Linked DNA regions of Hordeum vulgare: region 2 is linked to region 1. The links are chromatin contacts, called in public Hi-C maps. All regions are on one chromosome and are shown on one strand. Each heading gives the region's core, a stretch centred on a gene start, on an enhancer-like site or on the middle of the called end of the contact. The rest is flanking DNA. Distances are from core to core; before and after follow the strand shown.

Evidence for each region. A called contact is a pair of places that touch in the nucleus more often than the background predicts.
Region 2: a contact with region 1 is called in a Hi-C map of leaf, with 6 times the contacts expected there. The contact joins the promoter of LOC123428147 here to the enhancer-like site in region 1. A contact is called at or near these places in 2 of 6 Hi-C or Micro-C datasets (both in leaf).

What each region holds. Positions count from the first base shown.
Region 1 is chr1H:176,827,024-176,833,500 of MorexV3_pseudomolecules_assembly, reverse strand. It overlaps LOC123428140 (maspardin), which reads right to left. Exons shown (of 8, transcript XM_045112305.1): 5 at 5,205-5,313; 6 at 4,974-5,081; 7 at 4,512-4,652; 8 at 3,825-4,435. The coding sequence ends at 4,163. Among protein-coding and RNA genes, the nearest start is that of LOC123428140, 46 kb to the right of the region's middle. Within about 2 kb of position 2,955, at least 3 of the 3 cell types and tissues checked have open chromatin away from gene starts, as enhancers often do. A contact at or near this core is called in leaf, where this site is marked.
Region 2 is chr1H:176,945,299-176,951,525 of MorexV3_pseudomolecules_assembly, reverse strand. LOC123428147 (tRNA pseudouridine synthase A 1) reads right to left here and starts at 2,666. Exons shown (of 6, transcript XM_045112324.1): 1 at 2,474-2,666; 2 at 2,247-2,367. The coding sequence starts at 2,536.

The DNA.
Region 1 (6,477 bases), core at 1,706-4,205:
TGTTACACGTGCTTGCAAGAGGAGGATAACATGGAACACATCAACATACAATGTATATATGTTAGGCTAGTATGGGACAAGTGCCTAGCTAGTCTGAACTTGGAAGTGCAATACCCGCAACTAGAAGACAACATGTTGGAGTGGTGGCTACAAGCAAGAAGAAGTTTCACACTGTGGGGAAGAGATGATTCGACAAGTTTGTTATTGCGGTGGCTTGGTCGTTTTGGGAACAAAGAAATGCTCCTATGTTCAACCGGATTGACCAACAAAAAAGATCGGCGAGCTACACAACCACATAGGATATTGGACTAGGTGTTGGTGTTCTCAACCGTTTTGTGAGAGAGTAGATTTATGCTTACGTGTTGGAGTAGGAGTGTTGTGGTTCACTTGCGTTGATGTTCCCATCGATCGCAAGTTCTTGTAAATAACTTTCTATCTTCTATAAAAATATGGTACGTCATTGGCGTACTCTCGAAAAAAGAACAAATATTGTCGTTACTTATCTATGGAAGTATGTGTATAGTAAATGGGGAAATCCTGTCGGTATATGCATTTGATGTTTATGCTTGTTGGAGGTGGTGCACCTCTTTATGATCTTTCTAGCAAGTTTATGCTATTATGAAATGTAAGCTATGTATGTGCACCCCTTATTGCAAGTTATGTTGTGAAAAAAATATTATTGACTCTTCTCTTGTTTTTCTTTATTTCTTATTTAACTCGTGCTTATTAGCATATGTGAAAGACAAGAAGGTGATTGGAAAAGAAGATATGCAGTTGACGGAAAAGCTGCTTTGCAAGTATGAAATTAGCCTTTCAATTTATCTTATAAAAATAATTTTGGGACAAATTATATCGTTTATTTTGAAGTGTTGTTGAATTCTGTGTTTGTATCCATGGCTTAATATGCATTTTAAAATTATGAAACACCTTAAAATTGGTGTCAAATCCTCGTTAAAAGATGTTTTTGCATTGAATGCATGCAAAAATATTAAAAGTATGTGTTTGTTTCATGAAATTGAAATCAAAGCGCATGTGTTGTATTGTGATTACAATGTCGGGGCCGAAGCAAGTAAACTTATAATTTTACAAGTGGGATCCAAACAGAACACTGAATCTGTTGTTACACCTCTGGTTCTAGCGTTTCCTATTTCCATTCGCCTTTCCGTTTGTCAAACAAACACCTCCAAAGTTACCCCCTACGAAGCACCGATACTTCAGAAATCTGTGTATCGCCGTTCAGTACTTCGTCGATACTCCGATACGTCAGATACGTCTTCGATACGTGTATCCCCGAAGTATCGTCTTTTTAAATTTAAAAATAAAAGAAAAAATAGCGATACGGGTATCCTTGAAGTATCGCCACTGAGTATTGCTCATAACTTAATGTATCGATGATCTGTTCATATAGTTAGTGTACGTGTACTGTGTACTGATGTAGTAGTTGGATAAAAGTGCTTTCTAAGAATGTTGTTTGCTGGATAAAATTGCTTGTTGATGTTATTGGCTCGTTGTTTGTTGATTTTTATGGCGTAAAATTACTTGCTGATGTTGTTGATGTCTCCTATTGCTAAGAAAGAAGATACAAATATAAATCATGTCATCTTTTAACTTTTGCATTATTGATGTGTATTGCTTGCTGATTTTAATTATCGTCGTGTTCATAGGTGAGAGTTTTTATATATTTATTATTATGAGAATAAAGAGCTCAATGAAGATTGTGCTCTCTATATCGTTATTAAGAAAAAACTTTTAAAATGTTGGAAGAAGAGTAGTACCCCTCCATTATTTGGCCAACTTGTGCAATCTAAGGTTGCTCTTTATATATGTTTGTCATTTAACAATCTTAAGTTTTTAACACTAAAAGATTTGTTGACTTTATGTTGTCATGTTAATATGTATTACAGTTCAAATTAGATTGTGGCAGTCTATGATCGATTGGTTGTGTTACCCCATTGCTGATAGTGCGGTTTTTAGAATGAGAAACACGAAGGTATGGAATCAATTAGGCAATCAGTGATGCGGTATTTTGATCTCATCTCATACATTTTGTTACGTTAGCTTTTTTACATGTTATTTTATCATTATTTATATATGCCTAACGTATCGCCGTATTGCTGTTTTTAAAAATTACCGTATCCGGTATCGATGCTTCGTAGGTTACCCCACAAAGAAGCACACCACAAGGAAGGTCCATCAAAACACAACATTATGGATATGCATCACACGTAGCAAAGTCCGAGGACCGGACTTGCCCTCGCGTCACCTCTCTGTCGTGACTCGGGGGATCTCCCCGGCGCCGTTACCACCCCAGCCCCCTCCTCCTCCTCACCTCACCACCGCCTGAGGAGCCCGCCGGCGAAGCCCGGGCTGGCTCCGGGTGGTGGTGGGGGGGGGGGGGGGGGGTGGATCTGGCGAGTAGGGCGTGCGGGCACGGCTTCGTTGCTGGTCAGCGCGAATCCGACGGCCCTAAAGAAGACGGCGTGGTGGCGGGCTACTGGCGGCCACTAGCAGCATGGACACGGTGGGGATGGTGTGCACGCATGGTGGAGGTCCGGTTGGGCGAGGCGGGCGCGCGCAGAGGTGGATGGTTCATGGCATGCGCGTGCAGCGTGCACGAAGGTGGCTAGGGCGCGGCTCCGACGACGGGTGACTCGGCTCTGGCGGGGGATGGCACAGATCCACTGGTCTCAGGAGGGAGGGGAGGGACGACACATCGGCATACTCGTGGTGGCTTCATGCGGCACGGCTGCACGACGGGTTGTGTTGGTGCTCCTGCGGGGCAGATCTAACGAATGTGTGGTGGTCGGACGCGGGGGCAGTGGCCCCAAACCCCTTCTTCGATGATGGCGGTCGTGGAGGTTGTGTGGGCAGCGCCACACCTGGAGCTTGGGTACATTGGAACTCTACGGCAGTGCGTCGGTCCTCAATCATGTCAGGGACGCTTGGTGATGGCCGCATCGAGGGGAAGAGTTCTTTTGGCTTCTGGAGGTGAAAGCCTTGCTCTAGCCTTGGCCAAAGCAGACGACGGCAACACTTGTGGGCGCCCCACACCTTCTTGAAGGCGTCTTCGTTCGAGGGCCTAAGACCTCTTCTCTCGTGCTCCGGGGAAACCCCTGTTGCAGGTTCCTAGAACAGACTATGGCGGCGGCGTTTTGGAATGGTCTTGGCCTGCAAGAGCAATCGACTCGTGTGATGCGCAACCTTGGGGCTGGCCTGGAAGTCAAAGCGATGATTTCGAAGCTCATCATCATGGAGGGGTGTTGGCATTGGTCTCGTGGGTGACAGTGTTGTTGACCAACCTGGGGCGTAGCCTCAAGGTCGACTTTGATGTCGAAGCGACGACTCCAGATATGGTTGTGTGGTGTCGAGTTCAATTACTTGGATGATGAAGCTCGCGGCTTGCCTAGTGCACGGCCTCAGAGACGACATGCGTGGTTACTGTTTGTATGTCAAAGCGGCTACTTCAAAGATAGATGTAGGATGTCGGCTATGAGTTTGCTCAGATGACAGAGACGACGATGCGCGGCCTCAGGGTCAACGTGTGTTGTTGGTGCCCCGCGAAGGATGTGTTGGTCTCCTCACAGTTTCCGTTAATTAACCGAGCAACTCTCCTCGATCTTAATTGATTCAAATTAATGAATCAGGGTCTAAGGGACTGTGTTTAAAAAGAACACAACATTATAGAAAAAGGAAAACACACTCCATCTTCCCCACACGCCATAGCAAATAACAATTTTTCTATGAAAAAAATCCCAACACCAGTGACGCAGCAAAGCGCGTCTAACTATTCCTGTAGAGATTAAAACAGGGAAGACACTACAAAATTATCTGAGATTATGCAATTTATTCTGTTCAAAGAAAAACAAGCAACCACAATCATGTCTCAGGCATCTACAATTCATCAATATACAAGCCTACAAACACAAAATAAAGAAGAAATTCCTATTACACAAAATACATGAATGAATTCCATCAGTTGCTGTGTAACTTCCTGGCAGCAGTGACGAGATAGAACCAGTTCCAATGCAGTTGCGCCACTCACGGGTCTGCTGATATTCTAAAAGATGAGTTCTATATTCCGGCAAATGGCATAATTCGCTACTTCATACAATAAACAACCGGCTTGAAGAAATATACAAAACAGATGTATAGTAATGGTGCATCATGAGCAGACGCATACGGAAACATGCAGAGCTGAACTGACCATACCTAGCACTATGCTTGTTGGTACCAGTCCATCTGAATTAGGTGGCCCTGATTCAGAGCGCTCCGTCTTACGGCCATCTCTTCCTGAACTACGGTGCCCATCATCTCTAGTATGGTCATCAAAACTGTTTCCATCTTCGTGGTCGTTTGAGCTCCCGGAGCTACCACCCCGTGTGAAACCCTGGACTAGATCCGGTCTTGGTTCTACTCCAACTCGCCTTAAGTGTAGCTGCCAGTGTTTTGCAATCTGTTCTTCAAAGTTCCACATTAACAAACAAATGGAAAAGGAAGGTAATCAACAATACCTGAAGGTACAGATTGACCTCATCTGGACGTGACAGGAAGGGAAAATCCCCACCAGTCCTCAGTACTGCACGCTTTGCACTTGGGTACCTTTCATTCACTTGGTCCTTCAACTGCTGAGGAACAGCAGAGTAGTCGCTCGTCTGTGCATAGAAGTTAACTGAACATAGTTACCGTACAAGGGATGCTGGAGTGTCAAAACTAATAGATAGGAGAAAGAATCAATCTTGGATGTCCTTATGAATTGAGGGTTTCAAATGCAGAGATTATTATATGCTACACAAGATTAACATGCTTGTCTAAGCATAAGAGTCACAGAGGTTAGGAACTGATTTATTAATCTTAAATTAACCAAAGACCACAGCAAAAACTCTCGCAGGCAATCGTTGGAATTATGTAAAAATAATAAAGAAAAACTTAAATGCACTAATCTGTCATGTTATATAACTGAGTTGGGTACTTACATCCATTATGGTGACGAATGAATCAGGTAGTGATAATGACCCAACTGATGCAACATTAACATTTAATATCAACCTTGACGAAAGGTCTTCCCTTGATAATGTCTCTACCTGGCATGCAGAAGTTCAATCTTACCAAATCATAAACTAGGAAAAACAGAAGAGCATCAAGATCCATTACTTATAGATTACTTATTATTTATAACATGCCTAAGTATTTGAACGTGATACAACCTGACCGACTACAAAATCCACAGAATCTGCAATGAATGGTTCATGTGGACCATCTCGGATTCCTGTTAAGAGATATCTCTTCAGCAAAAAAGAAGGGGTCCAGCTGACACTGCAATATCAGAAAGTAGTTGAGACAGAATAAATGATTAGTATCTGTAGTTATGATTTACAGGAAAAATACAAACATAAAATATTAGCTAATGTTGCATCGAAGAAATCTTTTGACATTTTCTTTTCTTTTCAAACCATGCAGAAGAGCTGCATGTAATTTCATTATGATACAATGCTAAGATAGGCACGGCCCATGCATCGCCACAGAGGCATGGCCCAACTACAGAACCAAACGACCAAAGGATCGCCAACCTAAGAATCGGCGATCCTCTACTAGAAGACCGACAAGCCCAGCCTAAACTAGAACAAGAGTGCCTGGCAGGGCAGTAGATAGCAAAGACAACGTCCACTGTGAGAGCCTGAACAACAGCCAGCAACAACACGACCCATACAGGATTACAAAGACGATGACAAACACGACTGCACAAGCATCACAGGGACAAGTCCGCCAACATCTATTTCTGCAAATCAATCCTTCTTTCTTTGCGTGTGCCATAGGAACCGAGGTCAATTCTCTCCTACTTGAGCTCCATATGCATTTGGATGAGACTTGGCTACTACCTCAAAGTGAAACCTTATGCATGATTAGGTACAACAATGACCACCACGAAGAAGCGAGGAAGGAACCTCAAGTCCATGAAAGGGAGTTGGATGGAGGCATGGAAGACGGTGCCCAGAGTTTGAAGACTCTCTGGACACCCCGTGCCCACGGGGCTCTGACCACCCGCGCGCACAGTGTACCCCCGACCTATCCCCTACCTCCAGCCACTATATATTTTGTACCTCTTGCACTTTCTGGGGTTAGCAAAGCATTAGACAAGATCTTGAGAGAGCTTTGCTCATCTTATCTCCTCCTAAAGGATCAAGACCTCCTACTAGGAGAAGAATCCTCCTAAAACATAGTTGGGGCGTGCTCGACCAGAGATTGCCATGCCTCCCGCACGGACTCGATAGACCCCGAGCGCGTCGGGGTCGTGGCATGTCCGACCAGAGCGTCGCGCCTCCTGCACAGCCTCGTTGGTCACCAGAGTCACGGTCGAGGCCTTGCCGCCCCATGACTGTCTCTTCATCGCCTCCCAGTTGATAGGCCTCGAAAACAACGTTGTCGGGGAGTGGCTTGTCAGAGTTGATGTTAAGGCGAACAAAGAGTGCCGCGTCACCC
Region 2 (6,227 bases), core at 1,417-3,916, 120 kb before region 1:
TTTAAATCCAGAAGCAGGTGATGGAGGTGGTGGCGCTATAATCAGGCGAGAAGATGGCGACTTTGTTGCTGCAAGCAGTAAAAAATTCCCAGGCATTCGTGACCCTGAGCTGGCAGAGCTACTAGTAGCACATGAAACCGTCGTACTTGCTGAGCAGGTCGGGATCTCCAGGTTGCTACTAGAGCTGGATTCCAGAGAAGTAGTGATGAAACTGAAAAATTCAGAGCTGGATCGCTCCATTCACGAAACGCTGATGCAGGAAATAAAAGATAGATGCAGGCGTTTTGTTGACTTCTGTGTTGTGTAGTGCCGTAGATCGGTGAATGGCTGTGCTCATGTATTAGCAAAGGCTGGCTGTAATAGTTTAAGTCCTGTGGTGTGGTTTGATGCTCCATCGGAGATGATTGTGCCTGTGTTATGTAAAGAACTTTGTGGGGTTGGTGATTAATGAATACAGCAGCATTTTTTCTCAAAAAAAAAAAGAAAAAAAAAGTTGCACATTCAGTTTAGGGAAGAGTCCTAGTCCAACTTTGCCTTTGAGTTTTATGTGCAAGGCCAACCTCTATATAATGAGGCAGCCATCGTTATTGTGAGTTAAGTCAAGAAGTCTAATCCCCAATCTTGAACTCTCTGTTTCTGCCTGTCCTAATTCTGGTGCCCTGTCCCCTGCACCTCTCCTGCTATCATGGCTCCACCAACAGGGGGCCGCAAGGGTCCTGTTCCCCGGGCTCCTACCTATCACTTTTATCGTCTACGCTCAATCCGTGTTCATGACACAAGTTGTTTTCTTTCTTTCCCTTATCCAATTAGTGCACTTATTTCCTAATAATTTTGTATTAGCACATCAGGATGCATGGTCTTCTTTCACTGAGATCAACACAGTACTTTTGATAATCCAATAAGATACTAAGATCCTGTACAAATTTAATGACAGAATTGGTCCGACTGAGGAGGCTGCTTTCAGGGTTATATTTACAGGCTATCTTCTACCGTTTTCTCTTTCTTAATCAACGATAGGTAAAAACGTCCTGCCACTAAGTACATTTTTTGCTTTTATTTTCTTATTATTCGTTTTTCTCCTTGTTGTGCACCTCTATTTTACGCTCTTTGTAGTGTCCCTCAGCAACGCACGGAATCTTGTCTAGTTCCCCTATGTAGTGATACATGTAAGTTAATGTCTCCAGATCCTAAAAAGAACTACCTCCTTCTCTGGGGCTATAGTTTACAAATTTCACCCCAATAAGTGTAACCATAAATGGCCAGGATCATATGCTACTTAAAATCATCATCAATTCTTTGGATACTCACGAAATGAATCATCATTACGCCAAATTCAAATATAACCATCCAATGGTTAAAGAACGTCCTAACGGTTTAAAGTAGTTATTGTCATAAATAACACAACAGGAAAACCTCAAAACCAACAAAATAACAAAAAAAGAGGCATTCATAACAAAATTGACAAGATAAGAAGAAATGTCAATAACTGCCCCGTTATTTCCGGTAAACTCTTCCCTCCAATATAAGTAAACGTCTCGCGCACAATCCATCACCATGTTCCAATCCTTCGCCCAGTGTCTTCAAAAGTCGTTTTGTGATACTTCATTTCAAAGGTGTTATGAAACGAAGTACCGCGAAACGAAGGCGGGCACTATCCATCACCATGTTCCAATCCTACGCCCACAGCGTGTTTGGCAGCGACGGGTAGATGGAATGGGAATTTAGAGATAGGAGTTTGCAGAGGGATTATCATGGGAAATTGATATTAAATCCCATTCCTTTGATTGGCATGTGTGAAGGAAATTAGACTAGAGAATTTAAGAGACTTAACTGCCTCTGTTTGGTTGGTAGGATTAGGCAGGGGAATAGGAAACTTTCAACGACGTCCATTCGCTTGCGCACGTAACCAATAAACTGAATCGTTCCCGTTTCAATCAAGGGTTTTTTAGTCTCACATAGCTTAACCTCCCATTCCCAATCTTTAAGTCCCTCCAACCAAACACGCTGCCAGTGTCTTGAAAAGTCGTTTCGATAGTCCCCGCCTTTCCTCCACTTTTATTCACCCCGGTAATAGAAAACCTCCCTTCTGCAAGACCTTTTGCTTTCTCTTCATCCTTCGATGCAACCGTCCTTAGGTAGCACCGACAGCCATTCATCACCACCCCCAAGAATCTAATAACGATCAAATACACAAAAACACCACAAATCTAAAGAATCGAGGTGCGGAGAAGAGGGGCGAGAACAACCTTTGAACTTGGTACCATCGTAAGCGATCACCATCCGCCACTTGCGCGAGATCCCCGCCGCCGCTGAATCTGCGTCGTCCGCCCCCGCGCGCAGCACGGCGTGGAGGCTGCCATCCACGAGCTGTCGCCGCCCGTCGAATATACAGACCAAGAAGCCACTCCATGTGAGATGCGTATGTAGATCGTAGGAAGGAGTGCGCAGAAAGACAGGAGGACAAAGCTTATACCGAGATGTTTCCGGCAGCAGCGCGAGGGGGGGTGGCGAACCGAACGGCGGCTAAACCCAGCATATCCAATTCTCAATCTGATGCAGCTCAAAAAAAATAAAAATCTCAATCTGATGCAGAGCAATAGAGCGAACAGCGGAGATGGTCTTCCCAAACAAACAAAACAAAGGATTGTTCAAAAAAAAAAGAAAAAAAGAGGACGCTCCCTCGACCGATGCCAGCTGGGATCGGTCACGTCCCGAGCCGTCCGATGGCTCACGTAGCAGTTCGTTCGATTAGATCGCTGCTACACATCTTCTACTCATCCTCCTCTCTCTTCGATTGGTGTCTCCACATTGTGCCACCACACTCGCAACGAGGTTTGGCACTTTGGCTATGCGAGCGGGATGGGAATGGTTACGGAGAACAAATTTTTATCGTCCATGGCAGGGCTTAACGCTTATGGTGGACAAAGAGGGTAGAGCAGTTTTCGATAGCATGGTGCTCATCAAAGTTGGAGCTGGTGACCAGGTACCGTTCTAGACCGAGATGGATGTGGGCATCTTCAACGGTAGTAAGATATTTATTGATAGATTTTGACACAAGATTTTTAAAGATGTGTCATGCAATAAATGAGGAAAAAGAGTAAGGTTGTATGTAAATTAACCAACACTCTTGCACAAGATTCAATGTAAAATGAGAGAGCACTTTATTTATTATCTCACATCCTATTAGGCAAACTAGATACAACATATTGAAGTAGTTGTATGTTAAAATATTGATTGATGACATGTCATATTTTACCAACAAGCTAACCAACAAACTGTTGGAGATGCCCTGATGTATCCGAGACTTCAAGGATGACAACATCGCTCCACTTATCGTCACCGCGGTTGACACGTGGACCAAGCGGAGAAGAACCGTGCAGCAAGCTCTCATAGACGTTACTTGGATGCACAACATCAAAGGTGAGCTCTCCTTTATGGCGCACATCCAATTGAATATTGATCCATTTGCAACATGTTATTGCGGCGTTGGCTAGGAATGAGTTCGAGGAGGATCTCTTTTGTTGGCCTTGCGATGCATCCGATGCTTACACAACGAAGACCACAACGAAGGCGAGTGGAAAGCGGATGAAAGATGGACTGCTCTCGTGCCCCCCCCCTCCCGAGCGACCCCGCGCCCTCGACGGCGACCGCCGCGCCCGTGCCATCCCAGTCACCGGCGTGCGCCTCGTAAACATCTGCACCCTCTCCCGTCGTCGCCCCTCGCTCGACGACCCCTCCTCCGACCCTTGCCTCCCTCGTGCGTGTTGAGTAAATAGGCAATTTTCTGATTAGATTATTCCACGAAATAATCACTAGCATGGCATTGACTAGATTCATGAGATACTCATAATTGATCATGGCATCGCGTACTAGACAGATAGTACATATATCTACGCAAATCATCAGTACGCCTAAGACAATAATAAGTAGGAGCAGAATAAACAAGTTATACCCTCCGATCGGCCAGTTGGTCGTAGCAGTAGCAGTAGCGGCGGCAGCATCCTCGGCCGCCTTCTTGTCAGCTTCGGCCTTCTCGCGGGCGAGACGGTCGACGCCGGTTGGTGAAGACATGGCGATCACGAAGGCGATGTGGATGTAGATGAAGCAGACGGACGGAGTCGAGCAGTCGCTTAGTCGCTCCCCAAAAACCTAATCGCCCCTTTCCCGTACAAGATCCGGAGAGGCGGGGTTTCGGAGGCCTACTCTCTCGTCGATCGTGTACGCGGTGAACGGGGCGGAGTCGCCGGCGGCAGCAGCAGCAAAAGGAACGTCTGAGTCGCTAATGGCCCACGGTCCGACGTCTCAGATCATGGCGCGTCCGTTACGTACTCTCTGTTCCTGACCGGCAAAAATAAACGCGTACGTATGAGCTCGGCTCAGCTCATTCCCGTAACCCATGGCGCGTCGTGGCGAGGCAAGCGACGAAGGAGGAGAGCGCGAGGGTTCTTCTCTTCTCATGCTCGAACAACATGTAACAAGAGAGACCCTTATAAAGGTGTCCAACTCCTTCTCCACTAGCAGGGTGGGACTAAACTTTCCACCGCCCCTTGCCATACCACCACCTATATGGGCCCTTAGAAATTTCCGAAATTGTCTCATGGGCCTTAAGCCCATCTCAGATTTCAACAGTGCGCCCCCCTTGGGCCGACTTGGCGGAGGCTGCTGACCTCGCAGCGGGCGTTCCCGTCGTGTAGCACGCCGGCTCGCCCCTTCATCCACCCCACAGCCTCTTGGCACGATCCAGCAGGGACGGCGGCATCTCGTTGTCTCGCGTTCCCGTCGGAGTGCTCCGCGAGGGTCCAAGGGTCCGCCTTGTGTGGGATGGGTGAGCGCAACCGCCGTTAGTGGGGCATCGTCGGCCGGTCGAATGTCGTCCCTGCTTAGTCCTCGTGGCGCCGCTCCAGGATGCACTGTGTCGCCCGTGCTCCTCCCAGTTCGTCGGCGGCCGGACCACCAGCTCCCCCCACTACTGAAATTCGGAAATTTGCCGTCTACCAAAGCGGACGGCAAAGGGTGCAACCACCGACGGCAAAGGCTTTGCCGTCGGTCAGCTGACGGCAAATTAGACGGCAAAAAAATCCGGTGAAGAGGTTCTTTGCCGTCTGCTTTCCCAAAGCGGACGGCAAAGAATCTTTGCCATGAGGGGGCAGACGGCAAATTAACTGGGACGGCATATATTGCAACGTCCCTGTTAAGTGTTAATGGCAGGCCTCCTCCCTTTGTCGTCTGCCTTCCCCCCTTTGCCATGTGGGGGCAGACGGCAAAGAGGGGAGAAAGAGAGGGCAGATTCCCCCCCTTTGCCGTCTGCCTCCCCCCCTTTGTCATGTGGGGGCAGACGGCAAAGAGGGGAGACAGAGGGGGCAGATTCCCCCCTTTGTCGTCTGCCTCCCCCCCTTTGCCATGTGGGGGCAGACGACAAAGAGGGGAGAGAGAGGGGGCAGATTCCCCCCTTTGCCGTCTGCCTCCCCCCTTTGCCATGTGGCGGCAGACGGCAAAGAGGGGAACCAGCCCCTTTTTTATTTATTTTTTGTTATATCCAACATTTTTAACAATAATCAGGATATATATATATATATTTGACATAAATAAATTTCTTTCCGTACTCATAACCATATTAAAATAACCTCTTATATCCAGCTTTCAAGTTGCATCCATGTGCATACAAAGTTTCATATATTACACCAGTTTCATCCACGTGCATACAAAGTTTCATATATTCATATACTACAATAGTTTCAATACAACCCATGGTACAAGAAATCATCTTCAAGCATTCCATCAATATTTTCCAAGCTTCCCGTGAAGTGAAGGTAATCTGCAAAATGACAAATAAGAAAGTTAGAAGAATAATACTAGATGAAGTGGTGTGTATATAGGTTATTTCGGAGAGAAATTAGCTAAGTATAGACCATTTAGGAGCTCACTAAGCTAATTATGTCATTTAGGTGGAACCCTAGCTAACTATAGGCCGTTTCGGAGCTAACTTGGGTAAAAATAGGTCATTCCGGAGCAAACTATGCTTATTAAGCCATTTTTGATCTAGCTAGGCTAATTATAGTCCATTTAATACCTAAGTTAGGGGGAATAGGTCATGTTGCAGCTACGTAAGCCTTATTATGTCATTTAGGAGAGCACTTAGCTAACTATAGGTCAAATTTTATTAAATAGACCATTTAGGAGCTAACTAAGCTAATTATGTCATTTCGTAGGATAATTAGCCAAGTATA